2 separate regions of the Mus musculus genome follow, and region 2 is linked to region 1. The links are chromatin contacts, called in public Hi-C maps. All regions are on one chromosome and are shown on one strand. The core of a region is the stretch at or near the end of the contact, and the rest is flanking DNA. Distances in the headings are between cores, read along the strand shown. Region 1 overlaps 2610307P16Rik (RIKEN cDNA 2610307P16 gene). Region 2 overlaps 2610307P16Rik (RIKEN cDNA 2610307P16 gene).

Evidence for each region. Hi-C and Micro-C count contacts between places; a contact is called where the count stands out from the background.
Region 2: a contact with region 1 is called in a Hi-C map of nephron progenitors, with 2.0 times the contacts expected there. The contact joins two enhancer-like sites. A contact is called at or near these places in 3 of 484 Hi-C or Micro-C datasets (CD8 T cells and nephron progenitors) and 3 of 115 datasets of contacts at active chromatin or transcription factors (embryonic basal ganglia, embryonic hindbrain and forebrain).

What each region holds. Positions count from the first base shown.
Region 1 is chr13:28,543,071-28,546,399 of GRCm38.p6, forward strand. All of the region lies in intron 7 of 2610307P16Rik (RIKEN cDNA 2610307P16 gene), which reads right to left. Among named protein-coding and RNA genes, the nearest start is that of Gm40841, 120 kb to the left of the region's middle. Within about 2 kb of position 1,536, at least 77 of the 459 cell types and tissues checked have an H3K27ac peak or open chromatin away from gene starts, as enhancers often do.
Region 2 is chr13:28,780,910-28,784,238 of GRCm38.p6, forward strand. All of the region lies in intron 2 of 2610307P16Rik (RIKEN cDNA 2610307P16 gene), which reads right to left. Among named protein-coding and RNA genes, the nearest start is that of Mir6368, 72 kb to the left of the region's middle. Within about 2 kb of position 1,757, at least 53 of the 459 cell types and tissues checked have an H3K27ac peak or open chromatin away from gene starts, as enhancers often do.

The DNA.
Region 1 (3,329 bases), core at 286-2,785:
GCCACACCTGCTAGCATCAGGAGTGACAATTCGTCTTCTGAGAAGAGAAACCTTATTATGCATCATGAACCTACAATGAGATTCCTAAAACGGACCCAGTGGATATACAGAGACAAGAGAAAGTATATATGCACTCTACTTTTGAATATTTCTTCTCTCAGCCCACCATCCACCTACTAAGCTGCACATATCCCCACATAAGCAAAATCAGGAAAATGGCAATTATTTGGATGGTGAGAGTATTCCTTCAGGCAAATGCTGTTTCTGGAATAATCTAGCATAACAGGATTCATCCTGGATACAGAGCAGCACTACACTGACACTAAAGTTTATGATTACTGTCACAGCAATATTTTCCTACACACACTAATAAACCAAATTTAATAAAATAAAAGTAGTGTGCTCAAGGATATAGGGAAGTGATATTTGAAACCCAGGTCCGGCGTACTGCTGAAGCTAGAGGGTACTTTGTCAACAGAGGCTGACCAAAATGGAGGGGCATTAATCAATGAGAGGAAAGGGAAGTAAGTCAGCAGAGATGAACACACGCAGAGACCCCTGCTATGACTCTGCTGAGATACCCCATAAATCACACATGATACCTGAACCCCAGTGTGTGGCGACTGATGTCATGTCCTGTGAATGCCCTTTTTGATTCTCTTTAAAGTTGTCTTTAAAATCTAACCTTAGGAACAAAAAAATCAAGGACTGGGGATATGGTTGAGTAATTGAACATTTGCCTAGTATGTTCAATGCCCTGTGCTACCTAAACAAATAAGAATCAAAAGATTACGAATCAAAGCACAAAGAAGAAATTCTCACAGAGAAAGGCTCATGATCTGATTTTTTTATCATCTCTTTTTCTCTAAATCTATCAAATGAGTAACACAAGCAAAAACTAATAATCACCATCCCAGGAAAACTGGAAGCCTTCTTCAAACACAGTAACTTTCCTGAAAAAGAACATCCTACAGATGGCGTCTGCCTTCTAAAATATTATAGATGACACAAAGAAAAACCAGGCTCTGAGACGGATCATCAGATCGTTTGGTTCTTAATAGACAGCTGTGGCTAATGTGCGCCTCAGCCCACATTGCAATCCTGACGCACACACCCTGGCGCTGAGGTTATCAGGCAACTCAGTGAAATGGGACAGAAAACCCCCCAAGGAGCCAAAGCTCCGGAATCTGCTAGACTCATTTCCACGCTCACCCGGGAACCCAGAAAATCACTTTCAGATGCAACCCAGGACAGAGGCTGCCTGCAAGGAGAAGCTTCGATGTACACAGTCTTCCCCAGCAAACCCCCCCGCCCCTCCCCCCCCCCCCCCCCCCGTTTTGCCCTTCACAGCTACCAGTCTTTTTTTTTTTTTTTTTTCTGGAATTCACAAACTTCTTCACAGCAAAGCTTTCTTGCAAGGCTGCTGACTGCCCATCTCTTTCTATCCATTCAGTGCCTGGAAAACACAAGAAGGGGAGACAAAGGGCAAATGCCAGTCTGTGACCTCTGTCTGGATTTAGCGGAGCGTGATGTGTGAATCAGGTGTGTGGAATGGAGGTTTCCATGGCAACGAGACTGCCAGCCAGGCAAGGCTTCACATACTCTTTCTACCATGGTAATAAAAACAATGAGGCCACCTGAGGGACCTCAGCAAAGAGTGAGGCAGCCAAGTTCAGGGTTATCGAGTGACTGGGCGGACCTGGGTCTGCATGAGGTCTACCCACACCCTTAGCACTGGATTCTTTCCCATCAGTGCCTACTGAAGTCCACTCACCACCTTTTGCTGGAAGATGGCATGATCTCTCAGAGGAGTTTCTTGAAAGTGTTATGTAGAAAGGGCTAGGGGAAAGTGTGTAAGCAAAGATTCAGCTATGCCCGTCCACACATTGAGCTATTTTGACCCACTTTGATACTAGGTGCCTACTTGACAGAAGTATTTCCGCTTTCTGGAAGCTTCTTTGCCTTACCTTTGAGTGTGTGTTTGATTTGTACTCTCAGGCCACTAGGAAAGGATCCTGAGCTACATTTTGTGTTTCAGGAATTTAAAATTTTATACTAAATTTTGGTTGTGTAAACACTAGAATTATTCAAAACTTAAAGAAAAAAAAGCAGCTTGTTTTTAAGGCCCAAGAGTTGGATTAGCAGAAGGGAAAAGGGCATACAATTTTAATGAAATCAAAGCTTGCCTTGATTTGTGGGGATGCCCAGTCTATGTGGGGCCCAGGCTCTGAGATGGTTAACAGGTCAGCAGCAGGCGGGATCTGAAGGAAACTGGAAGACAGCAAATTACACTTCCTCTCCCCCCACTGTTTTTAGCTCTGCTCTTGAAGGGTTTCAATTCCTTCACAGCATCACTCCACAGGCTGAATAAAAGTTCCTCCTGCTACTTGGGTTACAGGTCCTGCTTCAGCAGACTGTGACAGGCCCTGCTGTGATCAGCCTGTCCTTTCCAATGCACCAATGGAATGTGTCTCACCACACCTGACTGGCACCCGGAGGCCACCCTCTGCCTTTCAGACAGCTCCTCGTGGTGCCCTAGGATATGCCCACCCCAGAGTCTGATTTACTGCACCAGCTACTCCTCTGTAGCTTCAGCCACTGCAGTTCACAGTGGCACTGCACATCCAGGCAAATTCAATGAATTTTGGTTGCTACAGAACCCCTTATCAGCATGAGATAAGCACAAATATTCCAGGTGATAGTGAACCATGCACAATATTGCACCCTGTGCAGTCATGCTTTTCCTATATGTGCTTGCCCACTGTGTGCACACACCATGCTCCTCCTAAATGTATATACCCACTGTGTGCACACACCATCCTGCTCCTATATGTATACACCCACTGTGTGCAAACATCATTCTGTTCCTATTTAGACATACCCACTCTATGCACATACCATTCTTTTCCTGTATGTACACTTCTACTCTGTGCACACATCATGCTATTCCTATCTGTACACACCCCTCTGTATACACACTATGATTTTCCTATCTGTACACACCCATTCGGTATATACACTATGCTTTTCCTATAAGTACACACACTCTGTGCACACACCAAGCTGTTCCTATATGTACATTCCTATGACAACATTTAACTTTGAGTTAGCATAGTAAGAGATTAACAATAATGGATAAATTAGAACAAATACATTTTATTTCAGAATATTACTTTTAGGAATGCCTGTCCCCCTCCTTTTCTTTGCTTCAGTTCCCCCCTCCTCCCATCTCAAAGGATCTTAATTCCTCACTGCACAACAACAATATTTTCAGACCATGGTTGACTACACCAGATGGAAAACTTGGAGTTTAAACTCCAAGTAAGTTT
Region 2 (3,329 bases), core at 507-3,006, 240 kb after region 1:
CTTAACTTCCCATGTTACTGCAAGACTCGGTATGATGGGAAGTTCCCAGGGAGAAGTCGCTTCTCCCATTGAAGGTTCTATAAGGTTGATTAACTGCTTAGAATCTCAGTCAATGTGTAGAAGGTGCAATGCAGCAGATTCTAACTACAAACAGTCTTGGACTAAGCTGAGCACTTTTAGCCCCCTCCAATAGCTTCTCTGTGTTGACTCTATCATCCTCCCTTCACTGTGAGCTACTCACCTGACATACCTTCCAATGGAAATGAAAAGTGTCTTGGCTTATGACTTTCTTTGCTCTATTACTATAGAACCCTCGTAAAACTCCTGCCACACCGGAACATGGAATTGGGGGTAACCTGAAGATGTGTCCCCAGACCAGAAGTACACACACATATGGTTCCAGAATAAAATATTTCTCATTTCCTTTCAGGATTCTATTCTCAGATTTTCCCCAAACTAAGACATTTTCCTCAGCAAGAAGACAGTAAGTAAATATATTATAAGGAGTACTACTAATAAGCAAGTGTCAATACCACTGACGGTGGCACGGATTCCATAGATAGAATGTTCTATTTAAACTACAATCCATTATCTTTATAAGATAACGCATATGAAAATTTAAAAAACGGGTTTTTGTTTGTTTGTTTGTTTTTTTTTGTAGCCAGACCTGATAGGTAGTACACAGCTATAATCCCCAGCACCCAGGAGGTAGAGGCAGGAGGATTGGATCCAAGATCATCTCCATCCACATGGCAGTCTGAGGCACAGGAAACCTTGTCTCAAAAAACCAAATGTGCCCTTCCTTCCTCTCTCTAGGTTAGCTTCAGCTGGGCTCACGAGTGAGACATTGAAGTAATCCCACCTCCTTGAATGGTTTTCAGTTACAGGAAGGAGAAGAGGGAGACTGGGGACTGTATATAAGAAACAGGCCGAGGAAGGAAGAGGGCGCCAAGGAGGCAGAGGGAAAAGAAAAAGGGCGGGTGAATGAGGGGGAGATGGACTCAGAGAATAGGGCCACAAATGAAGTCTGCACTCTGTTCACAGTGACTACCTCAGACACCTGAATGTCTCCTAGCAGAGGGCCAGGACACAAAGGGCAGATGATGTCTGCCATTTTTTCCTTTTTCTTAAAGCGCAGCAGTAGCATCTAGCAGAATATGTTCACCCACCTATCTTCCCCCTCTGAATCCAGTAGCTCTCCTCCTATCCATCACTGGCAACTCCGCTCCCCAGGGCAGGCAATCCTCACCCTTCCGTCCTCTATTCAGCAGCAGCAACAACAAAGGCATTTATGGGGGCCTGTCAACATGCATCCCTCTGTGAGACACTGTGCAAACCCAAGCCGTGAGACTGGATTTCATCTTTTAAGGAACTTCTCAACAAGATGATTGTCTGGCTTTAAAACGTTGACCACCAGAAAGGTTCATGCCCTATAAAACAGCAGGTCTGTGGCTCTGGGGACAAAGAGCGACATGTAGTATAAGCCACCATAAATCAAAGGGGGTTTCTTTCACACTCTGACACTGTCTGTGGTGAAAGCAGGAAGTGGATTTCTAAGCCAGTGAATCCAGGCCTTTTGAGGAATGCCTTCCATGTTCCCAGTTCATTTAGTGCTATTTTTATTTATTTGGTGGTAGCCCCCCCCCCAACCTTGAAATAGCACGTCCTCTTATTGAAGACAGTTAAACATAGATCAATAAATATCTGAACCATGTGCTACTGACATGTGTATGTGTGCGCATGTGTCTGTGTGTGTGTGTGTGTGCATGTGTGTGCCCAATTACGTCCTGGAATGACTGGGCCACAATGTTCAAGTGCAAAGATTATTAACCACAAATTAGGAACTAAACTGGGGTTTGGTGCAGCCTTCCTACTGATAAGTGAGTATATAAGAAGTTAATTTTACAAGATATGCCCATCTCTGTATTTTAAAATGCAAGAAGCTCATGATTATTGTAGTGTTAAAAATGAAAAATATCTGAGAGTTTCTTACAGGGAAGTTCAAATGGCAGAAGAATGTTTGAAATTTTCTGTCTTCCTGAAGATCAGAAAAGCCTTGCAGGCTAATCCGTTCTCCCTCAACAAAGGGCATCTGCAAGGCGTCATCCCCTGAAAAGAATCATTCTGACAGACCTAATGTATTCTTTTCAGAAAAGCCTGTTCAGAGGACTCCACAGAAACCGCATCACTGGCCCCGGGATGGCGCCCATCTAAACCGTTCCAGCCCTTTATAAATAGGTGAGGCCAACGCATCTTCAATATATTCCAGATATCATATTGAGCAAGGAAACAGGAATGATATCCCTGAATAGTATATACTTTTCACACTCCCTTGGTGGACAGATACTAAACTGATATTTGAAAGAGTTGCCACACTTTCAAAGACCATCTCCCAGGAAAGCCACTCAGAATCCTGTTTGATCAAAAATGTCCTTAAGTTGAGAAATTCTAAACAGTATCAATGATATAATTGAAACGCGTTACACCAAGCAGACGTACAGCATGGCACTGTTGTAATAAGGCCTCTTTCCCCCTAGAACTTGGTGCATTTTGTAAACAATCTCCCATGCTGGGAGAATATGGTGAGAAAATTGGAATATAAAGAATGTTAATAACTTGTCTCAGGTCACTGGTCAGCTTCAGTGATAGATCGAGATGTAAATGACTAATTCTAGCCCACTGATCTAACACATTAAGCATATAACTTTCAATTAATAATTGGGAGAATTCTTCTATTTGAGGGCATGACTGAGGAGGCTCTTGATTGGCTATTCTGTCACATTCTGGTTTTGCTCTTTTTCTGCTTCCATTGTGACCTACCCTTTATCAGTGAAGGTGAATAACCATTTCCACACAAGGTCACCATGCGCTCCTGCGTCTTCTGGCATAAGATTAACAAAGCAAAGCAAAGCGCATGCCCACAAACAGAGGTCCAGCCTAACCTTTCCCAGCATGGGAAGCAAGAAGGTTCTCTAGAGCCTGTCAGAGAAAATTCTCTTTGCAACAATCTCATTGTCCCCAATCCTCAATACACTGTCTCATGCATTTTTACGGAAGTGTGAACATATATACACAGGTGCCTATGTTTATGTGTGGGTGTGGATGTGCAGACCAGAGGTTGGATCTCTTCCTCCATCTTTTCCTATCTCATTTTTTGAGATAAAGTCTCTCACTAAGCCAGGAGCATATAAATTTGGCTACGCTGATTAACCAGCGAGCCCAGTGGCTCTTCATGTCTCTACCTCCTCAGTGCTGGGATTACAGGCAAGTACTACTATGCCTGACTTTTACATGGGCACTGAGAATTTGAACTCATGCCCTTATACTTG